Regions from separate parts of the Capsicum annuum genome. Here region 2 is linked to region 1. The links are chromatin contacts, called in public Hi-C maps. All regions are on one chromosome and are shown on one strand. Each heading gives the region's core, a stretch centred on a gene start, on an enhancer-like site or on the middle of the called end of the contact. The rest is flanking DNA. Distances are from core to core; before and after follow the strand shown.

Region 1 (6,516 bases), core at 1,950-4,449:
ATCAAGTTCGGTTGGGCATGCACACCTGGATTTGTCATAACAGGATGCTGAGAGACTTCATACCCTTCTGCAGCCTGAAGGTTGTGCAAGAGACGATTCTCATTTGGAGAAACAGGTATTTCATTTGGATTCACGTTACTAGTAACCAACCCTGGATATCCCTCCATCCCACCAAACGGTTGTACTCTGTTACTCAAGATGTCTTCCCTTCTAAAGTAATCAACAGCTGGCTTCCTCTGCTCATTATTTGCTGAAATTTCAGCAGGGTTCATCAGGAGATTTTCTATCCTTCCCTCAATTTGCCTCAAATGGTTGTAAGCCGTTACAGATTCTACATCATTTTCTTTCGGAAGCATGGTAGGTACGGTTCCACTATAATTCTTGGGAGATTCACCACTTAAGTTATCCAGTGTTTGACCAGGCACGCCTCCAACCACAAGGTAATCACTATTGACTGGTTTGTTCACCGCAACTTCCTGTTTAACCTGATATTGTGATGGAACCAGAAGCTGCTCAGTGGCATTAACATGGCATGGTTGAGGAACAGCACCAACAAAAACTCCATAAGGTGATTGCTGCACCGTACTTGTTAACCCTATCACACCTTGGGGAACTGACACCTTTGGGTGCTCTGCGAACTCAGGTTTTTGAAGGTTTCTATCATATTCATGCTGTTTATCAACAGTTTGTGAGCCTCCAATTACCTCACCTTGGCCTTTTCCAACTCCATGATCCATCTGACCCCCAAATCTTTGCCCAACAGCAGCTCCCTCACCCAGGTTTCCTGTTGTAACAGCTTGGTAAATAGGCCGCCCCCTCTCATCCAACCTAAGGCTATGATGCACTGGATTAAAGTCAGATACTGTGCTTGCAGGACTCTCTCTTTGGTTTTGTGCTATTGAATCTGAGTGTGCATGAGGCAGCGACTTTTGACACATTAGACAGTCATCAAACCTAGGTGATGCCTCAGAACCAGTAACCAGTGGTTGAGGCACCTGACCTTCAGAAAGTGGCACCTGCACCTGCTGAGTCTGCGGAACCTGGTGCCATCCATAAGCTCCTCCAAGACCTGCAGGAGGGGCATGATGCTGATAGACACTATATCCTTGGTCAATAGGTAACTGCACAACTCTCTGCCCCAATGTTCCTTCTGCAGGATAATGTTCTAACCTAACATGTTGGGGCTGAATCTGTGAGGCAACCAGATTAGGATTCATACTGACATGGCCTGAAGGAGTCATTGTCATGTGAAGAGCAGGGACAAACTGCTGAGTCGAACCACCAGCAATTATATGCTGCTGATTGATTACTGGCCCAACCGTTCCCAAAAGCTGTCTTGGGAATCCCATTTGGGAAGGGATCTGAACATAATCTGTACGGCTTGCAGTCTCCCTCTGAGGATCCACATAAACTGGGACATATGGTGTAGTTCCTGGATAAGTCACTCCTGTTTGCTGCATATCATAACCCATTTGTTGCTGCTGTGCAGCAACAGGCATAACTTTCTCTAACCCGTGCTCCGGCTGAGCAGATACACTTGACACTGTACCAGGAACAACTAATGGAATGGTCACTGGAGCAACAGAAGCATCAGCATGAGCTGCGGGATGTGCATCTGGAGACACCAAACTGTAAACCGGTTCTTGAGAGGTAGCAGAAGTCCCACTAGGTGATAATGCGTCAAAAGAAGGTACAGCTCTAAGCTCCCCCTGACCATGACCTAAGCCATCCATAGCTTCAGAGCCACTAAATTCTGAATTCTGGGTGGAACCAGCACTAGCGTTACTCACTTTCCTAGCAAGACCAATACCACCAACTCCATTACTAATCCCATTCACTGCCTCGACATACCTCTGTCCACTATCTTGTAGATCTCCTAATTGCGCTACAACGGACGATTCAAGCTCTGAAGACGAAAAAAGAAACACCCTCAATTTAGCAGACCCATCTGACGCTCTTTCAACCAACTTTTCATACTCATCCATCATATTTTCAAGATCTTCTGAACAAGAAACGGTCACAAGTGCATCAAGATCCTCATCAGGCAACTGGTACTTAATCGTCACATCCTGCCCATAAGTATCTACCATCTTGCGAACCAGCTCCGCAAAACTCACATCCCTCCTAACACTAATAATTCTAGTCTGTCCACCTACATATCTCAATGCCCCATCACTCGGCCTCGGGATTATCCTCCCACCAAAACTACACAAAAACTTAACTTTCCTCCCTGACACCGAACCATCACCACCACCATCATCGGTAGCACGCTCAGACGCATTACTACCAACCCTTCCCCCGGAATTCAAATTATGCGACAACCCACTACCCGAATTCACAACACCAACACTCACAACACCCGGTGGCTGCGAACCAACAACCTGTGGGACCCACCCAGCTGCCACCGAACCCGCATTATTAGCATATCCTAAACCTACAAACCCTCCATCAGCTACAGTAGCAGGATAATAAACCCCTTGTATAGTTCCAGGACTACCTCCAACATCCCGGGTCGGGTTACCATAAAACCCCTCAACGGGTCGACCCGATTCTTCTGCCACTGTCCTAACAATATTCAATGGCCTCAAATCTTTAGGTATTGAACTTTGTTCAAAAGCCATAATCTTTACAAATCAAGATTCAATTTTTTTTACCACCAAAACCCAAAATTACTATTTCTACATTAAACAAATACAAAAACCAAGAACCCCAAATTACTAAAAATAGCAACTTTGAACTAAAAATTACCTCAATAAACCCTAATGGGGTTCACCCAAATACAAGAAAATCAAAAGGGGTTTTCAAGAAACATATGTATTCAGTAACCAAACAACATCTAACTGAAAAATTACCTCCAAGAAAGTAGTGGATAACAAGAAGAAGAAGAAGAACAGCACTTTCTTGCTAATTTCTATATTTGTATAGCTGAGATACCAAAAAAAAATATACAAATTCCCTTATAATTTTTTAAAATCATTTTTTTTTTCTGAAATTTTTTGCAGAAAAATATGAGTGGGTCGCTATCAAAATTCTAGAAATGGAAGAGGAAGGTGCCTATGATTTTGATTTTGATTTTTATTTTTATTTTTTATTTCTTGAAAAAAAAATTAGCAGAAAGATATTAAAGAAATTGAAATTTGAGAGAAAGAGAAGATAATAGGGGGAAAGGGCACGTGGAAGACTGCATGCAGAAGTGTTTCAATTTTGCAAAATTTAGTCAATTTGGGGAAGGATCTAATTAAGGAAGGATCTAAAAGCAATTTTTTTTTTTTAAAGAAAAAAAGTTGAAAGCAACACTTTAAAAAGAGAAAATGATCAAATACCCCCACTTTTGTCCCAAATTTCAACTACACATTTATACTTTGAAAGGTCCTATGATCCCCTAAACTATTTTAAAATGAAATTATTATCTCCAAATTATTTTAAAGTGGAATATACCTTTCTAAAAACTCATACCCAAATTTTATTTTGATTTGTGGTTAACACGCGCTGCCACGTGTTATGTCACGTAATTCCATGTCATATATCATTTTTTTACTATAAAAATTAATTCCACGTCATGCCACATCATCATCATCTTCTTCTTCTTCCTCTTCTTCTTCTATTCTTCTTCTTCAATGGCATAATAAATCATATAGAATTCACACGATATGTAATCTTATCAAAATCAAATCAACAATTAATGTTCAAAAAATATTCGATTTTCACAAAATGGTATCGCAACAGTGATGGCGCCGGAAAATTCAAAATTTCAGTGACTTTATTTTTCAATCTGAATTGATTCAATATTCTCACGTAATTCGAGTTCTTGGATGCCATTGAAAAAGAAGAAGAATAAAAGGAAATATCATTGATGAGTTCTTGGATCCCATTGAAGAAGAAAAAAAATTGCTCTTGGATGCCATTGAAGAAGCAGAAGAAGAATTGAAGAAGAAGAAAAAAAATTAATTGTCATTGATGGGTTCTTGGATGCCATTGAAGAAGAAGAAGAATTGAAGAAGAAGAAGGAGAAAATAATTTAATTGCCATTTATGGGTTCTTGGATGCCATTGAAGAAGAAAAAAAAAATTAATTGTCATTCTTAGATGTCATTGAAGAAGAAGAAGAATTGGGGAAGAAGAAGAAGAAAGAAAAATAATAATTAAAATTATATATATTTATTTAAAGAAAAAATAAAAATAATTTTTTAATAAAATATTTTTGTTCTTATTCTTTTTAAAGAGAGTGAAACACACTCTCTTGCCATGTTAGCATTGGAGGGATAATAATTTCATTTTAAAATAGTTCAGGGAGGTCATAGGACCTTCTCAAAGTATAAGTGTGTAGTTGGGATTTGAGGTAAAAGTTGGGGGAGGGGATATTTGACCATTTCTCTTTAAAAAAAAAGATGAATGTCTAATTCTTTTTACTAGGAGAACTTATAGGATAGTTGCGAGCAAAATGAATGGATGAGCTTTGAAAAAAGCAAATAAAAATGAGCTATACTTATTAAATGAAGATGATTGTCATACTTTCATAAACTTTTGAGCAAAAAAAGGAACACGAACATTGTGTCATAAGATTTAGAATAGTTTGAGAGATATTATGATTTTGGGCATTGTAGGTGTATACATGTTGAGGGCGTTAAGGGTGTTATTCATAGAACGATGCATAGGGAGAGATAGATTGTGTCAAGTGAAATTTTGGTGGAATTTTGAAAGAACGCAACAAGGTAGGTATGGAATAGCTGACTAAGTTGTTTCACATCATTTTTAAGAAAATTAAAATGTCAAATGAATGGAGATAGAGTATGACGATCTCATTATATAAAAACTGGGGTGGCATTCAAAAGTGCAACAACTAATTGAAAGGAAAATTAAATTAATAAATCACACTGTGAAGATTTGAAGTGGTGGAGCTAAGACTAGACGTGTTTATTTTAGGGGATTAGTTCAAATTTATATCGAGATGTTCAACTACAAAAGACATCTCTACAGGAAACTAGTGAAACAATACAGAGAAAAAAGATAAAAAAATATGCATATATGTTCATTAACCTAGAAAAAAGCCTATGACAAGATTTTGAGGAAGGTTCTATAAAGGTGCACGAAGGCTAAAGTGTTCACATGATGTATACTAGATCACTTAAAAACATGTACGATAAACCGAAGACACGGGCAAGGACAATGGTTAGAGAGTTAGGTCATTTTCTATTTGAGTTGAGTTTGCATTAGGGATTAACTCTAAGTCAATTTTTGTTTATCTTGGTGAAGGATGAATTGATTCCGCATACCGAGATGAGGTGACCTGGTGTATTTTATTTATCGATGACATAGTTCTAATCTACCAAATTCACAAGGGAGTCAATGCTAATTAAGCTTGAGGTTTGGTAACATTAAGCAAGATCAAGATAAAATACTTGAAATGCAAGTTCAGGGATGTAACTTATGATGTTGTGAAGGTGAGACTTGATTTACAGATTATTCATAAGAAATGAAGCTTTACGTATCTTAGGTCTATTATCTAGTGTGATGGAGAAATCAATGAGTATGTTACGCATTGTATTGGTGCAGGATGAAAAAAATAAAGGCTCGCATCTGAAATTTTATGCGATAAGAAGGTGCAGCTAAAACTTAAAAGCAAGTTCTACAGGTTGTGGTTAGACCAGTTATGTTGTTAGGAGCAAACTGTTGGCCAATCAAGAACACCCACGTTTAGAAGTTGAAAGTTTTGAAGATGAGAATATTGAAGCAGATATATGGACATACTAGAAGAGATAAAAATATAAATAAGGATATCAATACATGGTAGGAGTTTTCTCGATGGAGGATAAGATATTAGAAGCGAGAGTTAGATGATTCAGCCATATAGAGAGAAAATGCACAGATACATACTAGTGTGGAGGTGTGAAAGGCTGCCTATGAGTTGTTACAATAGAGTTAGAAGTAGGTCTAAGAAGTACTGAGGTGATTAGATTTGACATGACACAACTTCACCTTATTGCGAACTTAACCTTAATAGACAATTATGGAGAACTCGTATTAGGGTAGAGGGTCAGATAAGTGAGACTGACAATTAATGTTTAGTCTTATATACTAGTAGTTGTAATACTCTAGAAGTTTCTAGTTATTATTTTTCTATTACTATTGATTGTTTCTAATACTTTAATTATCGTATTATTTTGTGGTAGTGACTGTTTCACTTTCAATATGGGTTGTCATGCTTTCTTTAGCATTCTGCCTTAGGTTTTTTACTTTCGTTGCTTCTTTTTTCAAAACTGATTTGTATTATTTTTATTTGAGCAGAGGATATACGGGAAACAACCTCTTTACCTTTGTGAAATTAAAATTTGTGTACACATTATCCTTCTTAGACCTCATTTATGAGATTCATTAGGTATGTTGTTATTATGAAAGGAGCTAATACCCTTCAACTATCAAATTTGATATAAAAGTATGGGTCATTTAGATTTAAAATACTTCCATGTCAACAAATTGACCATAAAATGTCCTTATCTTTTGTGATCACATTTTAAAA
Region 2 (6,679 bases), core at 4,099-6,598, 140 kb after region 1:
CAATGGTTAAGAGAAGACATTGAAAGAAGTTTAAGAAAAAAATAGCAGCAACAATATTGGGAAGTATGGCATATCATATGTGGCGAGCAAGGAATTAGAAGCTTTGCAGAGGGGTCCAAGTGCAGCAATTAGAACTAATAGAGCAGATCAAGAGAGAAATAGTAACACGAATTGAATGTTTCCAGGATTCAAGAAAGGCATATAGGAGTAAGGGATATTGTCAACAGTTATGTATATAGTTACTTTGTAGTTCTGCTCTTCTGAGGCTTGGCGTTAACACATTAAGATGCTGACATCAAGTGCTCTTTGTTTGTATCTTTGTTTTGTTGGTTAATGGTATTCACAATGTTACCAAAAATATATATATATTTTATTACCATAACGAAAGAGTAATGTAATACAAAGACTTTCTAAAGGTCACTCATCCTAGTACTACCTTCTTCAAGACAGAGTATGAAATTCTGATGGAATTATGTTGATATGATCACCTTCATAAAAATACTTAAACATTCAAAAATCTTAGTTATATATAATCCCATTATTATTATTATTATTATTATTATTATTATTATTATTTTAATAATAATAATAATTTTTGAAAAAACAATTCTGTTTCATTTAAGCATTTGTGTTTAGGGGTGTTCATGGTTTGGTTAAAAAGCAAATCGAACCGCAAACCAAACCAAATCGATTGACATTTGGTTAGGTTTGATTTGATTTGACTTAAAAAATTTAAAATCGATACTTATGTGGTTTAGTTTTGATTTTACTCTAAAATAACCGACAAAATAACCAAATCGAACCAACAAAAAATATATACATGTGTGTGTGTATGTATATATATGTACACAAACATAAATATGCATATATAAATTATTTATAGATTATTCATAAATAAAATATAAATATGTTTTATATTTTAAATTTTAATCATGAAATTAACTTTAGTAATATGTCTCCATCTAGTTGATGGTATGTCATGAGATTCTATATAATTTTCATAATTTGAATAGCAAATAATACTAATTGTGAAATTTTGTTGTCTATGGAATTTTATAAGTGAGTTTTATTAGACTATAGATAATCATTAGTTTTCAAATTTCTTTTTGGTCCCTATTGAGCAGAAAATTTATGTGTTTACTTTTTGGGGGATTTATCATATCATTCTCTTATATATAGTTTCTAAATACTTTTGTAGAAGCATTCATATGATGTTGTTCATGGCTTTGCCTAAGTATAACACTAAATTTACATCTTGCTTTCAAGGTTGAGGAACAACACTCGATTGACATCTCATATGTTGGATTGAATTTTTTAAATAAAAATTTCAACTTTTATCACTAACTAAAGTTATAAACCGAAAAATTGAACCGAACCAAACTAAACAGACAAGAACCAAACCGACGGTTATTTTTTTGTGTTGGTTTGATCTGAATTTAGAAATTTAAAAATCGACTAAATTGGTTTGGTTATAATTTTGACCAATAACAGACGCAAACCGACCCATGAACACCCTTATTTGAGTTAATTACTTGTGTAAACATCATAAATCCCCTAGTTAATGAAACTAATTACAGAAAATCCCTTCTTGTTTTTTCTCTCCCGATTTTTGCAAAGATACTCATACATTCGGCCTTCTATTATACATTGGTCGAATGTATAATGAAACAGCTAATCCTAAATTTAAGGTAAGAGAAATCATAAATTATATTACAGTTCCTTAATTAACGGCAATAATTAACTAACATTAACTCATTTATGGATAAAACTAGTAACTGATGTTTGAATTTTAAAAATTTTCTTAAACATCATTGTTTTTTTTACTGGGAATCACGATCTGTAAAGCCAAAAACAACCAATTTCTTCTACATACATTCTTCAATACTACTAAAATCAATATGAATATCCCCATATTGTTGTGATATTCTTGAATTTGGGAGTTAGAAATTAGTTATCAATCATACAAAAGTGACACAATAATTGTTTTGAAAAGTATAACTTTCTTGAAATTGATTGCTACGATCGCCATGGAATTGGATATCGATGAAGCACGTAAAAAAATTGAAGTTAAATATGTGGTTGAAGGAAATTCTTCTCCAATTGTCATAAGGAACGACAATGAAGTGAGGGTTTACGTTGAGTTGAAGAAATAATTTTCTGCATTGGTTAATTTTTCGCTTTGAATTTCTAGTTTTGACAAATCCAATAAGGAAATACAGTTTGATAAAGAAACAGGTGTTGTATTGTGTATCAATTTTATTTGCTGATCTTATAATCTACGGTAATATGGTTTTAGAGGTTTTGAAGAAGTTTATGTTCTAAAGTTGGGTTTTGTGTTGCTGAAGCTCATAAAGATACGAATGTATAATGTGTTAGTATACATTCATGCCAATGTATAATGAAACTGTGCCAGTCCAAAAAATGTATGGTAATATAGTTTTAGACATTCTGAAGTTTTTTGTGTTTTATAGTTGATTTTTATGTAGTTGAATAATTAAATTACAAATGTATAATATTTAATTATACATTCGGACAAATGTATAATGAAAATTGGGGCAATGCCAGGAATTGCATTTTGTCCATATATATCTATTTAATACTTTTGTTTAATACATTGACTCAGTCTAAATAAATTAAAGCTATGTACTGAATTGTCGTTACAAAGACTGCAAGTGGATCTTGAAGACGTCTTCTATGAATGAATCGAAAATGTGCCTAGCAATATGGCTAATGGGCTGCAGATCTAGGCATTCTGGTAACATGGTCTCTATATGGCCAAGCCTATTGCCACAAACTAATTTTACTCTTTCACCAGTTGCATCATCTACTATCCATCTAGAACTTGTTGATAATGGTAAACAATGAAAAAAAATTGCAAAAGAGCAAAGAAAAATAAATATTCTGGCTAATTTCATCATGTTTTTATCCGAAGAGTATCAAAGAACATAAGCCGAGGGTCTATCAAAAATAGCGATTACACATATCAAATAAAGTTAGTTATATTGAACGAAAAGAATTGATTGATCTCGTATATTTAGCAGTAGTTAATGTTGATGTGATCGGACAAAATAAAATTTATCTCAAAAAACTAATCCTTATCTGATCTATTGGGGAGAATTCTGTTCGAATTATAAGTGGTAATAGCTTAAAAGAATTTGTATCCTATCAGGTTATGTAAAAGACTATACTTAATTTATCACAATAAGTAAAACTAGTTGAAACAAAATATAGGTAATTTACTATAACGTGAAAAGTTTGTAGTATGTTTTGGGTCAAATGTACACCATCTCTTAATTTGTATCTAATCAGGTCACTTAAAAGATAAATTATCCACAATTTTCCATAATATATAAAATTGGTTAAAAAATAAAATAGATGGTTTACTAAAACCTGTTAAATTTGTAGTATGGCTTGGTTCACAAGATACACGTTCTCTTTTAGAGTCCTAGTTAACAGATAGTAGATTGGTATGAAATAGTAATAAATAAGATTATAATCTATATTTGTATATCATGTAGATCGCTTCAAATTGTTACTTATTATTTACTTAATCGGCTTCAAGTTAAGTGATATTTTTGCTTCACGAGAGTTAATTAAGCAGATAAGATCAACTCAATATTACTAAAATTATATATTCAAAAATTATGTAAAAAATATAATAAGTTGCAACTCTATTCATGTCAACATAACAGCATACTCAATGCAATTCTACATATGGGCTCCTATCGAAAAAATCTCTTAAACTCTACTAAACATTGGCTAACGCAAACTTGAACCATTGAGTTTGAGAATTACAATACTTTTTTCATCTAAGCCAACATATTTCCTAACCAAAACTTTAGATGAAGAATAATAAGTATAATAATCCAAACACGATTCCTTCCCATTCTCATCAATATTTGAAAGTTGATAATTTGAAGCAAGTTTTCATGTACTTTGCTTATTGCAATCTAAAAATAACAGTTAAACTTGTATGAGGGTAACTTATACATCTAAAAATTTAAATTAGGACCATAATTAAACAACAAATATAAATGTATGATGGTTATTTATACATCTAACAATTTATATCAGACCCTAAATAAACAACAATTACACATGTCTGAGGGTAACTTACACATCTCAAAATTAATATCAAAATTAATACTTTATAATTGTTTGTTTTTTCATAACTGGCAATGTATAACCTATAGAAATATATTTCAGAATACCTACATTATACATTAGTGGGATGAAATAGCTAATGTATAATGTCTTATTATACCTATGTCAACTTATACATAAACTCATAATCAATATCTTCGGAAAACGTGGTCGACCGGAATCATCAAACTTCTTCTTACTTGCCGCTTTAGAACCTGACTTCTTCGATCTAGAACTAGCCGCTTCCTTCAATTTCTACATTGTTGCCGATTCGTTTCGATACTTTGAACGATTCTCTGCGAAATTGGGTTCTTCGCAATCAAATGTACCAGGAACAAACCCAATGTGAATATCTTGTTTTTGAGAATCTAACTGATTAAGTCCTAAACTAAAGTTAGGACGAGAATCCATTACCAATTTTATACTATATCGATTAAACAAAAGCAAGTACAAACCAAGAAAATAAAAAATCCAACTTGTAGTATATGAAGAAAAAACGAAAAAAACAAACTACGAAAGTTGAATATACTTGCAAAATACAGTAATTTCATAGAAACGAACATGCATTCAGAGAATAAATGAAACAAATCCTAAAGTTGAAAAAAAGAAGTAAATCAATAAAATCAATTAAAGCTTCAAAACTTACAAATTGATAACCTCCAAGTAGATTACTTAAATTTTACCGTGAAAAAAGAGTTTTCAAATGTGGAGAAAATATCAGGTGTAATTAGATGGGGAGCAAAATACGGAAGAAAATATAGTGTTTTAGATGTGTAAGATTTATGAAAGAGAAAGTAACAAAAAAGGAGATTTATGTGATTAGTTTTGGATTTATATAAATACTTTATCAAATTAATATTTAATGTAATAAGGTATTCTTAGTTTGTGTATACATGTAAATCTTAGTAATTACTTTAGCATTATCTAGTTTGAGTTGGTAGGTGATCAATAAACCAATAACTTATGTCCAACTCTCAAAGTGGAGCAACTGTTTTTTAGACACGTTACTTTTTTAGTTGCAAATCACGATTCCCTACATTTTTAGACTCATCTATATTTAAAATATATTTTTTAATTAAATTTAAATAACTTAAAATTTGTAAATTTTTAATATCTAAATTTAAAAAAAAATAAAAATTAATTACTTTAATTTAATTTAAAAATTAAATTAAATTAACTCACGAAAACATCGGAGCATGTGAAAAGTAATGAGGGAGTATTTATTTTCTTAAAGTTTCAACTTCATCATTGCTGGAAAACTTTATCCCAAAATTTTGCCCAACCAACATCCTAAAAGACAAAAATAAAAATAGCATGTAACATAATTTTCTCTCAATTTCTCCAAAATTGGTTAAGTCATAAATGTAAAATGTCTGGTTTGTTTCTTGGAATTCTATGTATTACTAAAAGGGGTTATCAGTTTAGATCTTTTGAATCACTTAGCCCTTCTACTTCTTCCAAGGTATGTATATATAATAGACCTTGAATTTTCTGATTTTTTTAGTGTATTTACTTTTTTATATTTTGAATTTCCTTCTTGAAAATTTTGCTTTGGACATGTATATTTGTTAAGGAATTCATTGACGGGTCGTTTGGCAGGAGAGATGAAGGATAATAACTTTGTGATAAAATGCACATGCGTTTAGTTAATGGTACTAATTAGTCTCGAAATTATTTATTTCACTATTTATTTATATTATAGTGACGGAATAAGTTGTGTCATTTCCTATACCAAACAACCCCTAAATATTTGTAAATATTTGACTGTGAATTCAGTGATTATGGTATATTAACTTATACTTGTAGGAAGAATGTATAAACTTTAAATTTTGGATCCGCCTCTACACAACTTTTGTGGTGAATCTTGATGTGAATAGAGTGAAAGAATGAAATTTTTTTAAGTATATTGATGTGTTTTGCATTTGAAATGAGCAGGTAAAGCAAAGAATTATAGGAAGTAATGGATATAATGATGAGGATCTAGGTGAAAAAGCTAGAGAAGCCAAACAGAGATTGGATCATAGGCTAAGAAGGTAATTTCCAGCTTGTTCTGTACATAATTTGTCTCATTTTGCTTAAATGCAAGGTAAGGCTGTGTACAATAGACACTTGTGGTCTGTCCCTTATCCGGACTTGTGCATAGCCGGAGCTTTAGTGCACTGGATTGCCGTTCTGTTTTGCTTAAAATTATCTGGTGATTTTAGTTTACTGAATGAAGTTTTGGTAAGTTGTTCCCATAGTTCTTGTAGTTCAGTTAGCTCAATTTTTATTTTTTTTTTTTTGTGAGGGAATCGGTAGCAGCTACCCTGCTCCTGTGAAGCAGCTTGTAAACCACACAGGAGAGATAAACCTGCACTAGGCGAGCCCAGTGTAACGAGCTCGATCCAAAAGGCCAACCCCCTGCTGTCATAGGCAGGGATTTCGAACTTGAAACCTCCATTATGAAGTCATCTCTAACCAATCCCAAAGGGTTGGTTCAGTTAGCTCAATGTTACCTCATAAGACTCTAAAACCTAATTAGGAGATAACATATATT

What was found. A called contact is a pair of places that touch in the nucleus more often than the background predicts.
Region 2: a contact with region 1 is called in a Hi-C map of placenta, with 3 times the contacts expected there. The contact joins the promoter of LOC107853029 here to the promoter of LOC107877681 in region 1. A contact is called at or near these places in 2 of 5 Hi-C or Micro-C datasets (leaf and placenta).

The regions. Positions count from the first base shown.
Region 1 is chr7:7,978,666-7,985,181 of UCD10Xv1.1, forward strand. LOC107877681 reads right to left here and starts at 3,200. Exons shown (of 9, transcript XM_016724371.2): 1 at 1-3,200. The coding sequence starts at 2,621.
Region 2 is chr7:8,121,340-8,128,018 of UCD10Xv1.1, forward strand. It overlaps LOC107853029 (putative RING-H2 finger protein ATL71), which reads left to right and starts at 5,349. Exons shown (of 3, transcript XM_016698049.2): 1 at 5,349-5,605; 2 at 6,079-6,176. The coding sequence starts at 5,513.